Linked DNA regions of Mus musculus: region 2 is linked to region 1. A link is a contact called in public Hi-C data. All regions are on one chromosome and are shown on one strand. The core of a region is the stretch at or near the end of the contact, and the rest is flanking DNA. Distances in the headings are between cores, read along the strand shown.

The links. A called contact is a pair of places that touch in the nucleus more often than the background predicts.
Region 2: a Hi-C map of cerebellar granule neurons shows a contact between it and region 1, with 2.7 times the contacts expected there. The contact joins two enhancer-like sites.

The regions. Positions count from the first base shown.
Region 1 is chr6:106,259,742-106,264,922 of GRCm38.p6, forward strand. The region is part of intron 5 of Cntn4 (contactin 4); the gene reads left to right. Among named protein-coding and RNA genes, the nearest start is that of Il5ra, 490 kb to the right of the region's middle. Within about 2 kb of position 3,815, at least 4 of the 459 cell types and tissues checked have an H3K27ac peak or open chromatin away from gene starts, as enhancers often do. A contact at or near this core is called in cerebellar granule neurons, where this site is marked.
Region 2 is chr6:106,620,316-106,625,639 of GRCm38.p6, forward strand. The region is part of intron 15 of Cntn4 (contactin 4); the gene reads left to right. Among named protein-coding and RNA genes, the nearest start is that of Il5ra, 130 kb to the right of the region's middle. Within about 2 kb of position 1,661, at least 4 of the 459 cell types and tissues checked have an H3K27ac peak or open chromatin away from gene starts, as enhancers often do. A contact at or near this core is called in cerebellar granule neurons, where this site is marked.

The DNA of each region.
Region 1 (5,181 bases), core at 2,565-5,064:
AGCCTGCTTAGTCCGAAGACACAGGCTTTATACATTAATGCCTTCTTTCCCTGTTAAGTATTCAAAGCCCATTTTCCTAAAGTGAATGGCAAGGAAAATTATTTCAAAAGGGGGTGTAAATGGGGGCCACTTGATTGTACTGAAAGCATTTGATTAAGTAGATTCGAGGGCCATAGACAAATTAACAAAAACTGGCATACTTTCCCCAATTCCCTTTCTTATTTTTTAGGCATGAAAATTGATGAGACTTCAAGTCTAGTCAGAAGGAAATCATTTTGTATTTGAGAATTCAACATATCTTATCAATCTATTGTGATCTTGGGAAGGGGACTAACATCTAAGACTAACATCTAAAGTTATTCCCTTATGTTCTAGAAACCTGACAAAACCTTACTGTACGTCAAGTCTAAGCAACTATTATTGTAAAGAAGTTCCTGTGGCAAGACCTGTGAAGACCATTATGTTATTAACTTAGTCATCTTCACTTACAATATAGCTTTTCTAAGATAATTTATTTTTCTTGTTGGGATACAGGTGGTTATTTAAGACAATCAATTTACATAGAACAATTTATTCTTTTTTCATGCTGTTAAAGCAAATTGGTATGTAATTAGATTTATATACTGAATAATCTCATTTGCATATCCAATTAATTCTTCCTGTTTTAATTTGCTAGGGTTGAATTCACATTAGTAGTAAAAATAACACTTAAATTATCAAGGCCTCAAATTTTCCTTTGCTGTAATTTGTTCAAGATGTTCCATTTAAAAATTGGTCCCCAGCATTCTTTACAAAACCAACTGGGAATTGGTAAAATACTTCACTCAAAAATGCCCTTAACCAAAACACACAGAGTTTTATCACTATAGAAATGTAAAGAGAAGAAAATAGATAGCATTATAGTGTAAAACATGATGGTTTACTATTTACTTATCTGGTGGAATTTGGCATGAAGCAAGAGTTTAAGGAAATTATAATGTACCATTGGGAGTTACTAAAATTTCACATAAGAGATTCTACTCAATTGGGTTTATTCATGTGTCCCACATATGTAAATTTAACCCACAGTGACTCAACAATGTATTGAATATATATTATATAAATACACACATATGTATGTATTTAATTTTGCCTTATTTGACATGTGCAGTGTGCTTTGTGATTCTTGCCAAAACAATAGTAACATTTACATAGCATATTTGTCCATGAGTGATTGTATGACCATTCTCAGCACTTAGATCTGCTCATGAGCAGTTTGAAAATTAATATTCACTTTATAAAACTCAATAATATTATCTTAATTTTAATGAATATTTATTAATGGATATTTACATTTTTATTGCTGACTCAGGATTCAAATGTTAGCTAGGCTATATGTTCAGGTTAATTAGGCATTCTCTGCCTCAGTTTCTTTACTGGCTAACTAGTAATAATCCTATACTTCTTAGAACTGGACTCAGAGGAAGAATAGTTACATGTTAGATATTTGAACTATTTCCATAGCCTGTAATTCATGTTATCCAAGACTATCATTGCTTTTTATGTTTATTCATTTGTTGTTGTTGCTGTTCTTGTGTTGAGACATGGCAATCTATAGCTTAGGCTGACCTCAAAATCACTCCATAGCTAAAAGTGACCCTCAGCTTCGCATATTCCTGCATCCACTTCTGAAGTGTTGGGATTACAGGTTTATACCACTATAGTTTATGGTGTGTTATGATTAAACATGGGGCTATGTACATGCTTGAAAATATTACCAGCAATAAAGTATATAACCAGCTATTCACTGTTATTTCCAAAAGGTGTTAGAATAATTTATTAAGATCTAGTTCTGGGTCTGTTGTTTGCTAAAGCTGTTACAATAAAGTAGCATGGTTTTAGTGATTTAAACAGCAGATATTTGCTTTCTCATCATAGTTCAATAGTGTGTAGGTCCCAAGTTCAAGTTGTTAACAACTTGAGTGACTTAAGAGGTCTCTCACTGGGCAGAGTGCTATGCTTCTTTAATCCCAGCATTTGGAAGGCAAAGGCAGGTGGATTTCTGAGTTCAAGACTAGCCTGGTCTACAGAGTGAGTTGAACAATTGAATCTCTTGCAGAAGAACTGGGTTCAATTCCCAGCACTCATTTGTTGATTTACAGCTTTCTGTAAGTCACAGATCAAAAATATAAATGCCTTCTTACATCCTCTGATGGCATCAGGCATGCTCAAGCAATACATATATCCATGCAGGTAAAGCACTCAGGCACATAAGTTAAATAAATCTTTAAAAAGGTACACATATACATTGTGTTCTTCTGGCAAGTCCTTTTCCCTCCATCACATTTATCTGTGAAAGGGAACACATAGTCTCATGAACAGAAGTACTTTAGCTAAGCCAGCAGAGGAGAAGTAATTTAGCAAACTCTGAATTGCTATAAGGATACCATCTGTCTCTGATACTGAAATGGCAATTTTGATTCTTTTCCTATTTTATGATTATTGTTAGTTTATAGTTATTAATACTAAGTGGCTTCAGTGGTCACTTAAGGAAAGACATTAACTTTATTGTTAAAGCAATTAACTCACAATTAGATAATATAGTGTCTTAACTGATATTTTAAAGAAACTCTTTCAGTTAACAAATTATTATGTCCCACACAGGCTCCCTAGATATCAGTTGAATGTGCTGTAACAACTACAGAACAAATACCTCCGAGAGTTTCCTTTGTCAAATGCCACTATGCCTTGGGAACCAGCATTTAAACACTGTGCTAATGTCATTTGCTTTATTTGGGATGTTTGTATCCTATGTGTATCTTTCAACTACATCTATTTGCCAACCTTTACCAGTTCGTTGGCATTTTCACTTGAGGAAGGAGAAGAGCAGCCCAAGAGAGTCTTTAGGATAAAAATGACATCTCCTTCCTTTGTCCAACCTGTGATAACCTGTGGCATCAATCTTTGGTCCTCTTCAATGACTTTAGGACTTCTACTTCCTTAAATAAAATTTCTTCACCAAGGCCACCTGTACACACTATAAGTCACACAGTTCTATGGTATTCCCTTTGAACACACTAGATGAACAACTTTTCCACTTATAAAATTAGCCTCTCTTATCCAACATCCTGGATATTGTACTGAACAAAAGCCTACCCCTTTTTCAGCTTCAGTAGCCTGATCCAAACCATTAAAAGTTGAGAGCAGGAAGGGGAAATGTAATCTCATTGCATAATCATTTACAATTAGTGTCTCTACTATATGACTTACCAAGAAGGTGCCCCAACAAGATGGCCTCTTCCACACAGAAGGATTGGCCTGATCTAAATTAGCACCCCTCTGCTTGCTACATTAATCTTTAACAGTCAAATGAACACAGGTTGCTACATAGCTAAGAATAGATGTGGTACTCAACTAGTTCCAACACAGTGTGGGTCTATGAGACAGAGGAGATGAGAGAAAAGACTTTATGGAAGAGAAAAGACATAACTGCTATGTCTAGATTTAAGAGAGAGAGAGAGAGAGAGAGAGAGAGAGAGAGAGAGAGAACTTGAGCAGATTCGTTGAGAATAGAAAGGTCTATCTAGTGGTACAAATCAAAATTCTGAGTCATGGTAGAATTTGTGTCTCTGGAGTTTACAGTGTAGACTGTGATGCTGATGAGCACATCTATGCTCCTTTCAAACATGTTTGCAAATCGCGCACTTACTATTTTATGCATCTTGCCCATTGTCTAAGTCTTTCATGGATCTTTTGATTTGCTGTGTCCTTCTTGACATACAGTTTACCCCTCTGACTGTTTCTACTACATCCTTGTCCTTTGAAGCTTAATTTCATTTTTGGCAACTGTAAAGCTTACTATTTTTAGAAACTAGTTCTCAGCCAAGTCACAGTAGAGGTTGGGACTCATGCTGCGCAAAACTGTTTTTTCAGTTGAAAATGAATTGTGGCTATAAATTAATGAAGCTAATTTTCTTATGTGGGTTGTAAATCAGCTTTCTGTAGTACTTTAAAGAGGAGTTTAAAACTTCAGTGAAGTTATAAACAGGATAGCTTTTTTCTAAGCTATAAATCACCCTTTAAATGTAAAGTCTTTTTAATTGTTAGTAATTATTGAATTGTATTTACCAACTGCTTTAAGGCTCAATAAATATGTTCTCAATTTTTCCTTTTATGTATAAGATTAATTTCATTAATAATTATGCATTTGCTGCTATCTATTAATTAAAGTTCAGTGAAGTTCTTTTCCATAAGTAGATCATAGGGCCACAGGAAAATGAGAAAACTGCCAAATGTAGAAAATGAAGTTCAAAAAGGAAAACTAAACTAATTAGCTGAATTGTCAAGGATAATAATTGCTGCATCAGAGAATAGCTTTCCAGTGTCCTGACCATTGGTTTACTAAACCTGCTGTATCACTCATGTGCATCTGATGACTTCAGCCCGATCTATTCTTTACTGTCTTTTCTCTGCCTTGAATGTCTCCTAGTTTATTTCTCCTTTACTGTTTCTGCGTTTTGAAACTGGGACCAAGACAATTTCTACTCCTTTTCTTTCTTCTGCTTCCCTTTAGTGACTTCTTGAAAATGATGTGCATGTAATGAGCATGGGGCGAGCAGACTTGTAATTGTTTAAGAGTTTTGTTTACATAGGGGCCAAGTGGCCAGATCCTCTGCATCAAAGCAAGGGTGGGGTTTTGATTTATGTGTTTCTGGGTTATAAGTGGTTCCAAAGGGCCAGGTAGAAGCTGGAAAACAAGAAGTTGGGGAATAGAGTCCATAATAGGAAGTAGAAGTTTGAGGTGGTTGCTTGCTGTTGTTAGCTTTGTTTTTTGTTTTGTTGCCCTTGGTAGATGAAATGAACCTGATGATAGGATTTGTGTTTTCTAATTTACCCAGTGCCTCCTTCCTTTGTCAAAGCTCTTGGCCTGTGTCCTTTGGGGAATGGATAGGCTTTCTCCCCTTCCTCTGCTGCAAGGCCGAGCTACTGGAATCCAAATGGGATTTAAGATAGCACCGCAAACACAGGTCTTCACCAACTTCACTCAAGAGTGTCTTATCATGGCCAGGATATTTGCAAATCATCGAAATTTTTTCCTAAGAAAATATATCAAAACCAGATGACTTTTATAAAAAAACAGATTATTAGTCTCCAAAAGGAAATGTCGGATTTTGATTAATGTGCTAATTTCAAAATCATATT
Region 2 (5,324 bases), core at 411-2,910, 360 kb after region 1:
TACCAGAAAGATGAAGAAATTATTCTCAACCGACCATTTAATTCTCTGCTGCCTTATTGTTTAGTATCACAGAGTAAAGCTTCCAAATATACCAGAATGAAGTATATCATGGCCACCTCATATTACATATAGATATAAATATTGCTGAGATAATAACTTTTACTTATCTTCATAAACTAATTTATTTGTTGCTATCTAATAAGGCATGGCCAATAATTCCTTAAGTATAATACAAGAGATATAATAAATACAGTTAAGTGTTTCTAACTTTAGTAATCATTTATGTGTTTTGATATGTATTGGGAAAACAATAGTTTACCTGGTGACATATACATGTAGTTCCTAGACAGGGAAGATCTCTGCGGCTCCCTAGCCAGCTCATTCAGCCTACATTGTCCAAGAAAATAAAGTGGGCAGCTCCCAGAGAACAGCATCTGGTTTGCCTACAAAATTCACATACATGTGTACAACATTCATGCCCACCTGGACATATAAATATGTATACCACACACACACATATATATATTTGTACATACAAAAATACCCACAAAGTCCTCCAGATTTTCTGCATGCTTATAATACCAGCACTTGGAATGCTAAGGCAAGAGGGTCAGTGTTGCCAGGTCAGTCTTGGCTCTAGAGAGAATTTGAGGCTAGCCTGAACTACATGAGACACTGTCTCAGGAAACACACACACACACACACACACACACACACACACAACACACACACACTAAAATTTTAAGAACAATATGAGTAAGAGGAAGGCCTGACAGAGGAGGAACGTGGGTAATTTGAAGAGAGAAAGGCAGACATGCTCATGTATAAACAGTTAAATTCAGGTTGTCCCAGCATAGAAACCCACCGTCCACTGGATGTTCATGTGCTTCAATGGTCTCTCTGGACTTGGTCACTGGCACTCAGATAGATCAGCTTCCTTACCCAGGTCTCTGATTCCTGTGCTGTTATGATATGGAGGTGAGGCTATGAACTTCATTTGGTCAGGAGGGTCACAAAAGATAAGAATCCTGTTACCTTAAGTACAGTCCAAAGTGGTTAGGAAGCCCTCATGTGGTATTATGGAGTAGTGCCCATGTGTAGTGAAGACTGTCTATTCTGCCAGTTTCTACCAAGGACATTAAAATAAGCTGAGAAATACAGTCGAGAAATCTGCTCCATAAAGCACAATAAAGGCAGAGGAAAACCGTTCTGAACTCAGCATGAACTGTGCCATGTGCTCGTCCCCCAGCAAATGCTCCAAGCCCACACCTTTAGTGCAACCGTAGCCATTTAGCCTGGAATATGGCACACTGCCATATTTTAATTCACTTTCCAGATCTACAAAGAGACTGATTTATCAGAGAAGATGCTCTCTAACCTTAAAATGTGCTTATGTTCGTTTTGATCTCTTCATATGTCTGGGATTAGAACTCTGGGAAGGTCAGACATCAGAACACATTTTCCTCCTAACCTTTTTACAATAATTGTGTCATTAACCACTCGTTTAAAATTCAATTCTCTTACTCACTACCTCTGGCCCAGTTATTTGGAGAGAGGCTGAAGGTAGATATTTTCAGACACGAGATCAGTGAGTAGAGGAGACGAGGACACATTCTCTACATGAGACAGGAGGTTTGAAATAAACCCCTGGCAAGTATCCATCTAGGGGATAAATATTCAAATTATGCATGAGCAGGCTTCCAGGCTGCAGGATTCTGACAGGTGCCCATGAGACTCTTGATTATCCTCCTACCGTCTGAATTTCTAAGTTTTGCTGATTTTATTTTTTATGCTAGTTGTAGTACACTTGGAATTTGGTTCGCTGTTTGACTCTAAGCAAGAACACTTCTCAAGTCAGACTCCCCAATCCTAGCAGAAAGCACCCTTTAAATGGAGGTATATGTTTATTATTATCAATGTTATTAAGAACTATGAGGATGGCAGCTACCTATACATGCAGTATTGGACTCACTGACATTTTATCTTTGTACCAGAGGTAGCAAGCACTGTGCTCTTTTCCATGGTGGGTGCCTTAGCTACACAGGTTTTATATGACAAATCTTTTTAATTCTCAAGCCTAAGGCAGAGTACCTGAGGTTGTTTGTCTGGGTGTGGACGGACAAGATAACCATGGTAATAACAACCCTATCTTCTATTGATCACCTCCAGGGATCAACATAAAATGCAGGCTTTTAGGCTATGGGTATGATTACCACAGTCATCTTGTCTCACTACCTCCAAAGGGAACTTGTGTAACTGTGGGTAGTGGTTTCAGTCTATGCTTTGACAGGCATCCTCCTACAAATGAAAGACTTTGCCTATGTCCCCTAGCAAGTGAAAATTGGTTAGAGGACTTCACGGGAATGCAGGTCTTCTAGGCCTTGCCCCCAACCTTCTGCATCATCTCACTGAAGGATAAGACCTGAAAAACACTGCATGTCAAATGAGAATTGCAACTGATCTTTGTCCTTACCTGAGCTAGAGAATGTCTGAGTCTGCACACCACGACCAGTGGGTTGTATCCAGCCATCTGCCTGCTTTGACGTCTACCCCAAAGCTAAGAATAGCGGTCACATGTTCAACTGGTTAGGGGAGAGAAACATGATATCTTTAAATGTAGAAATTTTATGAAATTAATATTTCAATATTTATAAATAAAGTATATTTAGAAGTCAGGCAGACATTTTGTTTATATGACTGTGCTTTAAAACTGTAGCAAGATTGTAGAGTTAAAAAGTTGGGTTAAAACATTAACTTTGCCTTTTAGCCTCCATGGCCTTAAATATTTACTGTTCAATCCTTTGTATATAGGCGGATCCTTTCTTTTGATAACTTTTCCTTAAATAATCCTTTAAAGATTGGTGTGAGACATATATATGTGTGTGTGTGTATATATGTATATGTATATATATATATGTGTGTGTGTGTATATATATATGTATATGTATGTATATATATATATGTATATATATATATTCTACCCTGACCATACACAGTTCTGCTTGCACCTTATGGTAATCTTGTGTACTGGAAATTCCTATCTGATGACTAGCTACAATTGGTAGAGAGATTTCTTTCCCAAGACATTCATTAGTCTCACCCCAGAGTCATCAGAGTGAATCATAATTTGGACATACAGTGAAAATACAGAGAGGCAATAGATTATCACCTGTCACAGAACAATAACTTTGGCCAGTCAGTAAACAATGCATTTAGCTTAATTCTACAGGATTTGTGGAGCTTCATATAATTAAAACAAAAAATAGTAGGCTAGGAAGATCCTACAACGTGAAGGACAGTCACTGGGGTTCCTTAACACACAAACCTCTCACTGTGAGCAGCCTAGTCTAGCTGGACTTCTGCCTTACACTTTTCCTAGGCTGCTCCTTTACTGATACAGTGATGTTTCTTTTGAGATAGGCCAACATAACAGTTTAACATCATTTCACCTGAATTTTAAGAGTTCTTTTCATCCATTTATTTTAAGTCATTACAAGTCATTACATAGAATCACAATCATAATAAAACCACAAAAAAAAATTACTTCAAGGGCCTATGAAGGAAGTGATTTTTTTTGTAGGCCTTAATTCAGACTTTATATACTCCCATAAAAAGTTAACTTTGCATTCCTTTGCAACCCTGCACACTGAAGGCACTCTGGGGATTGAGTGAACATTCGATTGATTACTTCCTTGCCAGACACAGTGATCATTGTTCATCTCATCAAAAGTTCATTCATGTCATTTATGTTCAGAAACAACAGCTTCTTCAAGTACCTTCACCCATATGTGTGTGTGTAGTAGTAGTAGTAGTAGTAGTAGTAGCTCAATCACATATATACATGTATAAGAGGTATATGTTTATGTATGATCATATAAATATATACATGTGGTGGTTTGAATAGGAATAAATCACAAAGACTCGTGTGTGTGAGTACTTGACCATAGGGAGTAACAGTGAGGTGGCATGACCTTATTGGAAGAAGTGTGTCACTATGAAGGTAGGCTGAGAGGTCTCCTATGCTCAAGCTATGTCCAATGTCACAGTCTATCCTTACTACCCGTGAGTCAATATCTACCACTCTCGGCTCCTCCAGAACCATGTCTGCCTGCATGCTGCCATGCTTCCAACCCTGATGATAATGGACTAAACCTCTGAAACTATAAGCCAACCCCAAATAAACATTATTTTTCTTTATAAGAGTTGCTCTGGTCATAGTGTCTCTTCACAACAATGGAACACTAAGACAACACACATAGAAAAAAGAAAATTTCTTCCCAGTATAGGCGGTGTAAAATTCATCTTCTGTGTTAACTCCATGGGACGTTGAGAAATATCAACTATCCCATGAATAGAGAGAAGTGTGGAAATATAATCTTTTTAGTTGGAAAAAAAGTTGGAAGGGGGAGTGCATTTGATGCAGCCTATATCTTATGTGTAAAATTATTCAACACTGTCAAGATTTGACTGGGGATCAATCAGAAATCAGTAACCAGCAATGACATCTGATTGCTAGCACACAACAAAAGCTTTTAACATTAGACCCTTATAACAAAATACATTTTGACCTAATTAGATGTCTTTCACTGGAACCAATTATATCCAAGCTATAATTAAAGGCCTTCCTAATAGGATTAGCACAATTTATGACCCAAGGCACCTAAAGTAGGGAGGAAAACTTAGTTGGTTAAAAGCGCTAAATACTAATTATGATAGATCCTTCCACAGAAGAACAGTGGCCAGGCCACATCAGTAGTAGATCCTACTGACATCTACAATAGTAAGGGAAAGTGTGGGCAGTTGTACCTCATGTTCTGCCCATGTTCACATTAGCTTGACATATTTGGAAATCTAATGACATGGACCATAATGATTTCCTCTGGCATTCATGAGGACCTTGAGAACAACCATAAAGACTTCAGAAGCTATCTGACTTTAGCAATACCAGCTATAGACATAGTGATTCCTTCCTTTAAACAAATCGCTTACACAAAAGAGATCTAGTAGCACTGCGGTTTAAATTTATGAAGATTACACTCCAAGAGAACTGATAGGTACTTGACATTTCTGTCCTTGGCTTGTGAGTAAAAGAGCATCCCTTGAGTTGTATTTCTTTATACCCTGTTCTTTCATGGAAAAGCATCAAGGATGAAGATGAGCATCTGTACCACATCCGTGTTGGGTGTTCTAGACCCAGCATGAGTCAGCTGCTTGTAAAGCATCACCATAATCACTAATAATCATGAAAATGCATTTAAGCATTCAACTATACAGAAGATGAACAAAAGATAGCAATGACTTTGTTGGTGTGCATGGTAAAAAAA